Linked DNA regions of Sus scrofa: regions 1 and 2 are each linked to region 3. The links are chromatin contacts, called in public HiChIP or PLAC-seq maps. All regions are on one chromosome and are shown on one strand. Each heading gives the region's core, a stretch centred on a gene start, on an enhancer-like site or on the middle of the called end of the contact. The rest is flanking DNA. Distances are from core to core; before and after follow the strand shown. Region 1 overlaps WWOX (WW domain-containing oxidoreductase). Region 2 overlaps WWOX (WW domain-containing oxidoreductase). Region 3 overlaps WWOX (WW domain-containing oxidoreductase).

Region 1 (2,900 bases), core at 291-2,790, 440 kb after region 3:
AACCCAGCCCCTGTCATGAGAAACTCAGAACACAGGGCAGCAGACCACCAACCCTGTGGGCGTGGCTGTGTAATCAAAACAGTAGTCACCAGCTGTTCAGAGAACACAGAGGAGGGCACTTTACCAGGAGAACCATCTGTTGGTGCTTATTCCTAACCGAGTGGGAGGCAGTCATTGACTGTGGTTGAGAAGAGCAGCTCTGGATTCGTGTTGTCTGGTTTCAAGTCCTGGTTCCACCACTTCCCAGCTGTGTGATGTGGGACAAGTTACTTAACCTCTCTGGGCGTTAGTTTCTGTATCGGTTTCTATATCTGCACAAAAAGCAAGTACTGTTATGGTTTTAGAGGAATCATAGTAGTACCTGCTTGTTGTACAGATCAAATGAAATGATACTGTGAGGGATCCAACACAATGACTGACACTCAGCTTAATAAATGTCCGCTATTATCGAAAGCTGAGTAGGCAACAAACAACAGCAAAAACAAAAGGCCTGGAAGGGTTTTCTCCAGTGTGTGTGGAGGGGAATGTGCGTGGACCAGGTGAACAATAGTTCTCCAAATGCAGAAGCCCAACTGAGTGTGACATCCGGGAAGCACGAGGCAACATTTCTCATAAAGGATTTTTGCCCCAAGCCCTGACTTTGTGTTGAGCACCATTCTACGCCCTGAGGATATGAAGGTCACTTTGCAAAAACAATTCCCACATCTGGAGGCCTCACAGTCAAGGACCAGGAGATCATTGGTCATTTAACCTCATCCATATGGTTACTTCAGAGCTACACATTTCCCTCTAAGTACCTCTTTAGCTGCATCCTACCCATTTTGGTATATTGTATTATTTCTCATTTAAACATTACCTGTGTGATTTCTTTTTTGACTCCCACATGTTTATGGTAGGATTTATTCACGTGTTTTCAGCTTAGCCAGCACTCAGTCAATATCTGCTAGGCACCAGGCAGTGGCCCAGGGACAGCTTCTGAGCACAAGCGGTTCATAATCCAAAGAGGCATCCGCCATTGAGTCGGACACAGACATCAACTCCCCTTTTTCACATAGAATACGGTAAGGCTATGTTCCAAATTTCTAAATCCCTGTTTCTCTGACAGGTGTTTTTCAATGCTCAGTTGTTGCCTTTGAAGCCAAGCCTATCCTGGTCACCACTGTATGCCCAGCACCTAGCCCAGTGCCCTGCACATAGTAGGCACCTTAATACAGTATTTATTCAACAAAGTTGTTACTTTGGTACTCATGCATTTTGTCTCGGTTCTTTGGGCTGTTCTCTGAACCCCTCTGATTTTGACTCACTTCCCTAACTTGCAGATAAGACATATTGAGATCCTGTTTGTTGGCACAGTGGCGCTGTCTCTCTCCTTGCTCGTGGTTGTGCAGCAAGGTGAGTTTGTACAGGATTGTGCAGTCCCCAGTGCCCGAGACTCCCGTCCCTTGCCTTTCCCTCCGCTGAGTCAGAAAGGCCCTTCCCTCCCTCCGCCTTCTGTCCGTTGTGGGCCGGGATATGTCTGGGCTTCTGCCCAGATCGTGCTTGGAGTGGCACCAGCTGCACAGGACACGTGAACTGTGTGCTCCGGGGGATCCAGAAGTGGCCATCTGAGTAGGATCAGCTGCTGCTCTGGGATGCAAATCTGTCCGTCAGCTCTGCTGAGAAGTCACCATGTTTCTCCCGCTCCCAGCAGTTTAGGGGGGGCCGTGTAGCTTTCAGTCTTCCGGCCCATGCCTGTTTCACAATGTGGCCGGGGGTCATCAGATAGCTCCACGTTCCTGCCACAGCGGGTAGTTTCCGTGGGGGGTGGGGGCGCCTCCCACCCCAGCCAGCTCGGCCTTTCAGTGGGCGTATTTGAACCTGGTGAGCCCCCACTCCTCCAAGAGCTTCACCCTAGATGCCCGCTACTCCAGCCCCACGTGGCAGGAATTTCGGGGCGGGGGGGGGCGCTTATTGTTCTGGGGAGATGCCTCTTCCAGGAGTGGCTTGGGAGGGTCAGAGCTCCTTCCATTCAGACCAGTCACCCACTTCTCCAGAAATCGCGTCCCCTTCTTTGCGCCTCTCGTGCCGACATTCCCTGCATCGCTCGTCCCTTTCCTGTATTGCACTGCCCTGTAAACTGGTGAATAACTGCGTGGGTTCAAAAGCCATGCTGCCTCTTTTGATTCCTGGCTCCCCCACATGACCTGTGATAACCTTGGACCAACTGTTTGAGGCCGTTTGAGCCTCAGTTTCCCCATCTGCAAGATGGGTGCAAGACTAGCACCTCTTCCCAATCCCGTGAGGATTCAGGGAGGTGATGCCAGCATGATGGCGGGAACTTGGCGAACCTTTGCACAGAGGTCCGATCTCTTGCCATTGCTGTGTCCTGGGCTGACTGCGGGGACAGCAGAGTTCTTAAAAAATAATCGCTTTCACAAACGCCAATATTTCAGTTGTGCCTCTCCGGTATAGACATCTGCTTATGAAGAGCTAGCAATACTGGAGGTTCTAGGTAAGACCTGGCTCACGACAGAGGAGAGTGACAGACCAAGGAGGGACTGACACAGAGAGAAACCAGAGCCACAATTGGGCAGCTCTGTAGGAGAAGCCATCCCGGACTGGGGATGCTGGAGCTGGAAGGAATGGGGAAGAGATTTCATGGAGGAAATTTACCTGCCTTGGCTGCTAGTGGGTGATAAGCACCAAGGACTGCCGGGGTTCTGAGGATGTGAAGGTGTAGGGAAGGAATGACGGAGCCACGACCTCATCCCGGGGGGAGTCCATTCGGGGAGATGCACGTCTCCCTGGAAAAGCTTAGGGCACAGGTGTCCCGAGGAGCTCCAAGTGGGTGGGCTGGGAGGGGAACCCTCTGCGGTCAAAGGTGTGGGAGCCTAGGTGCCTAGACTAGGCTGGGAGGACTG
Region 2 (3,215 bases), core at 620-3,119, 420 kb after region 3:
CCAGCACTACACACAGGGGTTACGAGGTGACTGAGACTCAGCCACCCTCAAGAAGCATCGTTTAGAGAAGAAATTAGGATAGTAGTAGATTTTTTAAGGCAGTGTGATGGGACTTGGGGTGCAAGAAAGCAGTGTGCCCTATCAGAACACTGTGCAGGGGTATTCGGCACAGCTGAGAAGGTGCTACTTCAGCTGGGTTTGGAGGGCTGAGTAGGAGTTTGTTAGAGGAGGAAGGAAACAGAACTTATAAAGCTCCTAGGCTCAAAATGGCAGGGTGTGTCTGAGAAGCTGCACATGCTTTGGGGTTTTTATTTACTTGCTTGAGTAGCTGCAGGTGCCCTGTGTGCAGAGGTGACAAGAAGGACCAGGTTGGGGTACACTGCATTTCCCATAGCTGAATGCAAAGTGGAAAACAGGAATTCCTAAAGAGATAAAAAGTAAAATGGGCTTCTTGACCCAAAAACCTATGTGGTGCCTTGACTAAAGTCATCCATTGAGCAGAGAACAAAACTCACATTTTTCCCAAAGCTTTAACAGCCCCCGCCTTCCACCTCATGCTCACAGCCTGCCCTGATCCGATCCACCCCAGCCCCAGCCTCCCTGGCGCCTTGCCTGCCCCTGCCCCCCTGGCACATAACCGTTTGTTCCAAGGGGGCCAACAATGCTTGCCATTTGGAATTTCTTGAGGAAGAAACTAAGGGCCTGAGAGGACAAAGAACTTACCTTAGGAGATGGAGCCAGGTCAGGGTGGAGTCTGGACTTGAACCTGCGTCTCTTTGTCAAAGCCAAAGTCCTTTCCCCCAGGCTCTTTCCTGGAAGAAGTCAGCCTTCATGGCACTCGATCAGTTCCTGTTAGTGATTGATGGATCGCAGTCAGATTTTTTAGCCAGCTTTGGCTGAGCTGGCCATCCTCCCTCCCCCAGTCCCTCCGCCACCCCCTTCCAAAGCCTGAGTTTCCAGGGCTTCTCGCCACGGGTACTTGGCTTTGAAAAAAACGAGCTTATTTTTCCTGCTTGTGTATCCTGGCCTTTCTCCCCCTGCTCACGCACAGCTGAGCCAGGTGCTGAAAGGTGCCATCTGGGGGGACCTCTTTTTAATGGTCCTGTTTGGGGGTCCCTCCCCAGAGAGGGGCTTGCGGGAATCTTCTCCCAGAGCCTCTTTTTCTTGGATCCGCTTGGAGATGTAACATTTCAAAGCCCTGCTTGGCTGGAGGACTTTTTATTGTAAACATAAAACCGTCATTGAAACAGTAAACGTTTTACAGCTGTTTTTCAGCACATAAATTTTCATGGACACCCACCCCCTCACTGCCACACCCTCCCCATCTATTTCTCCTCCTCTCTCTCTCTCTTTGGCTCTCTTTTTAACCCTTTCATGTAGTTCCAAGGCCAGAGCAGAGGCTGGGTAGAGGGGCTGGATCGCAGGTAAAATATACCAGGCGATGCCCGGTCGTGCCGTTCACGAAAGACGTTGTACTTGAACCCAGCGAGGCATGTGCAGCTTCCAGGTCCCTGCCAGGGGATGCAAACAGTTCCTGTTGCCTCCCTGAGCCACCGTGAGGCTGAGCCCAGTGCCAAGGCTGAGGAGGCTCCCAGGCAGGCCCAGATCGTGTTTCTTCTCTCAAGCAGAACCCAGGAGGGCTGTTTCTGAGAAGGGTGGAAGTTTCCAGAAGGCCAGTGCTGAGATGGCACGGACCAGCCTGTGATTTGTCCAAGGGCATCCCTTCCTTCTGATCGGACAGCCCATGGGCCATTTGGCGACTCTTCAAAGTGGGGTCCAGCGGAACGCTGACTTGTTTTGGTTAAAAACGGGGCCGAGTCCAGCTGGTGCTGAGAGTTGTGGGGAAAGGGATGGTGCTCACAGTGGTGACAGTCACAACTCTGCCAGGCTCTGGCCCGCTCACCGTGTTTGCTGTGCGCCGTGGGTACCTCGGGCTCTGTGGCTCTGCCTCCCACTCTCCGAACATAGAGATTCCCAGGAAACTCTCGTAAACTCCGACGGCGAAAATGCGGAAGCAGGTACCTCAGGACACCTCTTGCTAAAGGCTGCACAGGACAAGCTCACAGACACAGTCCAAGGCTGCCGCGCTTGGCGCTGCGATGCTGAGTGTGGTTCCGGGGAAGGAGCCTGGACGGTGCGGCACCTGCTGCCTCCACTGGCTCTCTGCCAGACAGACCCTGAGCGTCGCGTGTGCGCTTCGCGTTTGTGTTCCATATCCTCTTGGGATTTCTCTCAGCTAGAGGACACAGGTACTAATACAGGTCTTCTGGAAGGTGGCATAAGACTTTGAAAAAGCAGGAGATTCCCATATCTGACCACCACCCTGGCCAGGGCGTCGTGATGGGTGGGACGAACCTCCTTGCTCCAGGAGCAGGTCATGTGACTTTGTTTCGCCCGTGGAATCTGTGCTACCACGCTGCGAGCGGAGTCTCGAAATGGGCTGCATGACTGGGTTTTTGCCCCTTGCACTTTTCTCATGTCCGGTGCCTCTGCAGCTGGAGCCTCCGAATGAGAAAGGTAAGGAAGACCTGAACCTGACTTTCCACTGGGGACCAAGTTCAGCCAAGCCCAGCTCATGCTGGGCAACCCTCCCCACCAGCCCAGAGCCCAGCATAGGAGAGAAAGAAACGTGGTCTTGTGAACTCCTGAGGTTTCAGGGTTGCTTGTTACTCAGCAGTATTGTATCAGCTGTGCCCTTACACCCCAGTGGCTCGGCGCTCTACTTAAGATAAAAATCTACGCTCTGTACCCGGCTCGCTTGTCCTGCAGGCCTGGAGTCCTGCCCACCTTGCAGATTTTATTTCACACCATGCCCAGTCTTGCCCTGTCCCCTCCAGCCAGTCCAGTCTTCTTTCCGTTCCTCAAACGCACACAGCCTGCACCTGCCTCAAGGCCTTTGCACACCTTGCTCCTCTTGATGATGCTGTCTCATCTTTCTGACTCAGTTCAAAGATCACGTCCTCAGAGGCCGACCCTGACCCCTCTATCTAAATAAAAGCAATATAATCACTGTCATTTCACTATTGACAAAGCGCTCCCATTCTACGCGAGACTATGTCGTCAGCATCTCGTTAGAGCCCCGTGACACAGGTACTCTCATTAGCCTCCCCGTGTACACACGAGGTGTTGCACCTCAGAGAGGCTTAAGCAAGATGAGTAAGTGGGGGCGTTGGTTCACCCCCGTCCCTCCCAGCCCACGCTGGTTCTTTCCTGCC
Region 3 (3,309 bases), core at 336-2,835:
GAGTTAAGAATTTCAGTTCTTCAACAGGGAGAAATAGCGTTAGGGTGATTGAAGTCAAAACCAGACCTGGCTCTCTATTCATTACCTCCCAGCAGTAAGGCCGGACCTCTCAAGAGAGTGTCTCTGTGGGTCTTGTTTATCCGAAATGAATAAATGCACATGATATTGGACAGTCACCTCTACTTCCCACCTCTTGCTTGGTTGTGACTGGAACACATTCGTGTTGGCGTCTCCCATCAGGGATTCAGAAGTCGAGACGTCAAGGGTTTTCCGACGTGAATCTTAGGTGATAAGAGGGAGGAGCTCAGTGTTGGGAAGAAATCCTTGTTCCTGCAGATTTGGGGCAGCGATAAGAAAAGCTCCCTTTGGGAAACTGGGAGACTATCTCCAGGGTTTCTCGCTCTCTGTGTGTGTGGGGGGGGGAATAAATATTCACGCGCACACACATGAGAGGAATAAAATTATTTGTTTTGAATTTGAATTTACTTTCGCTTTTGGAAGACCGCATAAGATCTATAAAAATCCTTTGAAAAACGGGAAGTGCTTCTCAAGTATTATTTTCACGTTCTGTCATTGATTTGGAAATTCAGAAGGAATGAATATCTGTATTTGTTTATTTCTAAAGCCCTTGGCTTCCTTTGGGGCCACTACCTGTTAGAGGCGTGTGGAAGGGAAGGCCAGGAAGAGATACTTACCATTTTGGCAGGGAGTGGTCCCTTCAGCTGGAAGCAGTCCAGGTTCTAAGTCAGACACTGGCGTGGTGTTTTCCTGTGTTTTCACATACCTGAAATGCTGTCCAAACCTCGTCAGTGACCAGCGTGCTTAACTGCCATTTCATCGTTGTACACGTTGGTCTACCTCTTTTCGAGGGCTGCCTTCCCCATGGTAACATGAAGGTTACCCCATGAAGGATATTTTTAAGGTGCTGTGGTGGCCTGGCAGCCTCATGTTGGAATTCTCCCTCCACGAATGGACTCCGTTCTATGAATAGGTACCATTTCAGCTTAACTAAGACTTTAAAACGTTCTCCCTTGATGATTCACTTTTCACACCAAGATGCCCCTTAATCCGCCAGAACCTGTCAGTGTTCTCTTCTCCTTGGGCCTCTGCGCTGATTCCCTCCCCAGCAAACAGGCGCCCCCAGTGCTTGGCCCAGGAGTTACTACCTGATGGGCCCCCGTTCCTCGTCTCTCTCTGCAGGTACTGTGCGCCCTGACATTCTAAGCTGCCTGCAGGAAGAAGGGGCGCGGGCCCAGCATCCTGATTATGTTAGGAGAACATAAGACCCATTTAAAAAAATTCCTGGATTATGAATGAATCGAGCATGCACACAGCGGTTCCATTTTTAAAAAGCTTTGTGAATGCTAACTCATACGCAGCCTTTAGAAATTTGAAGTCTAACATTCAGAATGCTCTAATCCCTAAATTCTCTGGTTCAGGTTATGCTATTTTTATGAGTATTAATTTCCATACAGGCCTTTAAAAATCAATTGCTCCCTGTAATTACAACACTGCGTTCTAGTGTTTGTGATATATCACACGGGGATACTTGAGGGTCATCAGGAGTTCACGGGTGTGGTGCTGGGGCCAAGGCCTCGCCCCAGGGCGCTGGCTCCAGCGGCCTTGTTTTTGTATGTCTCGGCAGGGTTTACAAGTTACTCAATAGCCGAGATTGCTGTTCCATCGTGCCTGTTTCGTTTTCAAAGCGTTGAAAAAGAGTATTCTCTAAAACTCCAGTATTTTGGGAAGTCTTGGACTTGATAAGGCATTTTCGAAATTGAAGAACTAGGAAACCATAGAAACAAAATGCTTATAATTCTCCCAAGTCAAAAGCTAACTCTGATTTTATTATGCATTGACCACAAGTCACTGTATGTTGGATTGATCGGGGGAAAAAGAACCACAGGTCTCTATTGTAAAAGTAGAAGTAAAATGACCCACAGGTCTCCTAACGTAAGGGATTTCAAAATTAAATCCAACTTAAAAAAACCAACCCCGACTGAGTTGATACAGCAGGATCTTGGATACAGGTTGGTTTGTTTATTTTTATTTTTTTACCCCAGTGATTAGGATAACAACACCACTTCTAATTTCCTGCTGGGTGACCTGGAAAACGGTTGACTTGACAGTGGGTCCTTTTGTCAAGAGAAGATGGGAAGGAAAAGAAACCCCTACCCCATACCCGTCGGCTTTAAAATAAGAAAATACACACACACACACACACACACACACACACACGTTACGAAGTTGGTAAAGGTGATGGAAGAAAATGTTGTGCCTCATTCATAATTAATTTTAAATTATTATGAAATATTTATTGTTGTTATTGGTGAGGAAAGGGCTGTGCCAAGTCTCCTGTCTTCAGATAGCTCCGGACTTTAAAGTGGAGCGTGGCCGTGCTTGTCATTCTCGGTTTGTGGCCTTTCATGGTTGTGTGTGTGTGTGTGTTTCTGGAAGGGGATGCGCCTCACTGTCGTTAGCTCTTCTTGTTTAAAGTCTAGTTGATTTTCAAGGTTGTGACCATCTCTTTGCTGCAACAGAGCGATTCAGTTATACGTGTACACACAGCAGCCCTTCTTGTTCCGATTCTTTGCCCACGTGGGTTATCACAGACTGTTGAGGAGATGGCCTGGGCTCTACAGCAGGTCCCTGCTGCCCATCCATTTCCTGTACCATGTGCCAGTCCCCAACCCCAGTCCAGCCCTCTCCCCGACCTTTCTGATTTGGTAACCATAGCTTGTTTTCAAAGTCTGTGAGTCTCTGTGTTTTGTAAATAAGTTCATTTGTATCCCTTTTTTTAGATTTTACATGCAAGTGATATCACATGGTATTTGTCTAACTTCAGTTAGTATGATAATCTCTAGGTCCGTCCATGTTCTTTCAAAGGGCATTTTTTTCATTCTTTTTTTATGGCTGAGTAATATTCCCTCATTTATATATGTGTATGTATAAATACACTTCTTTATCCATTTCTTTGTCCGTGGACATTTAGGTGGCTTCCATTTTTTTGGCTGTTGTAAGTAGTGCTGCAGTGAACACTGGGGTGCATGTATCTTTTTTAAAAAAAAGTTTATTGAAGTATAGTTGAAGTTTATTGACGTATAGTTGATACATGATAAGTAGGTGTACAATACAGTGATTCCCAATGATTAAAAGTTATTCTCCATTTATAGTTAATATAAAAGTTATATTCCCCACGTTGTGTGCTACATCCTTACAGCTTATTTAATAATTTTATACATGACAGGTTGTACCTCTTGTTCTTCTGCCTCTATCGTGCTCCTCCCCTATTCACAACCCCTAGTTTGT

What was found. HiChIP or PLAC-seq counts read pairs in DNA pulled down with a chosen protein or histone mark.
Region 1: a contact with region 3 is called in an H3K27ac HiChIP or PLAC-seq map of skeletal muscle, with 3 times the contacts expected there. The contact joins two enhancer-like sites. A contact is called at or near these places in 5 of 47 Hi-C or Micro-C datasets (embryonic fibroblasts, fetal liver, liver and 1 more) and 1 of 2 datasets of contacts at active chromatin or transcription factors (skeletal muscle).
Region 2: an H3K27ac HiChIP or PLAC-seq map of skeletal muscle shows a contact between it and region 3, with 4 times the contacts expected there. The contact joins two enhancer-like sites. A contact is called at or near these places in 1 of 47 Hi-C or Micro-C datasets (fetal liver) and 1 of 2 datasets of contacts at active chromatin or transcription factors (skeletal muscle).

Annotation. Positions count from the first base shown.
Region 1 is chr6:9,307,906-9,310,805 of Sscrofa11.1, reverse strand. All of the region lies in intron 8 of WWOX (WW domain-containing oxidoreductase), which reads left to right. Among named protein-coding and RNA genes, the nearest start is that of WWOX, 560 kb to the left of the region's middle. Within about 2 kb of position 1,540, at least 17 of the 83 cell types and tissues checked have an H3K27ac peak or open chromatin away from gene starts, as enhancers often do. A contact at or near this core is called in skeletal muscle, where this site is marked.
Region 2 is chr6:9,324,000-9,327,214 of Sscrofa11.1, reverse strand. The region is part of intron 8 of WWOX (WW domain-containing oxidoreductase); the gene reads left to right. Among named protein-coding and RNA genes, the nearest start is that of WWOX, 550 kb to the left of the region's middle. Within about 2 kb of position 1,869, at least 11 of the 83 cell types and tissues checked have an H3K27ac peak or open chromatin away from gene starts, as enhancers often do. A contact at or near this core is called in skeletal muscle, where this site is marked.
Region 3 is chr6:9,744,002-9,747,310 of Sscrofa11.1, reverse strand. The region is part of intron 5 of WWOX (WW domain-containing oxidoreductase); the gene reads left to right. Among named protein-coding and RNA genes, the nearest start is that of WWOX, 130 kb to the left of the region's middle. Within about 2 kb of position 1,585, at least 17 of the 83 cell types and tissues checked have an H3K27ac peak or open chromatin away from gene starts, as enhancers often do. A contact at or near this core is called in skeletal muscle, where this site is marked.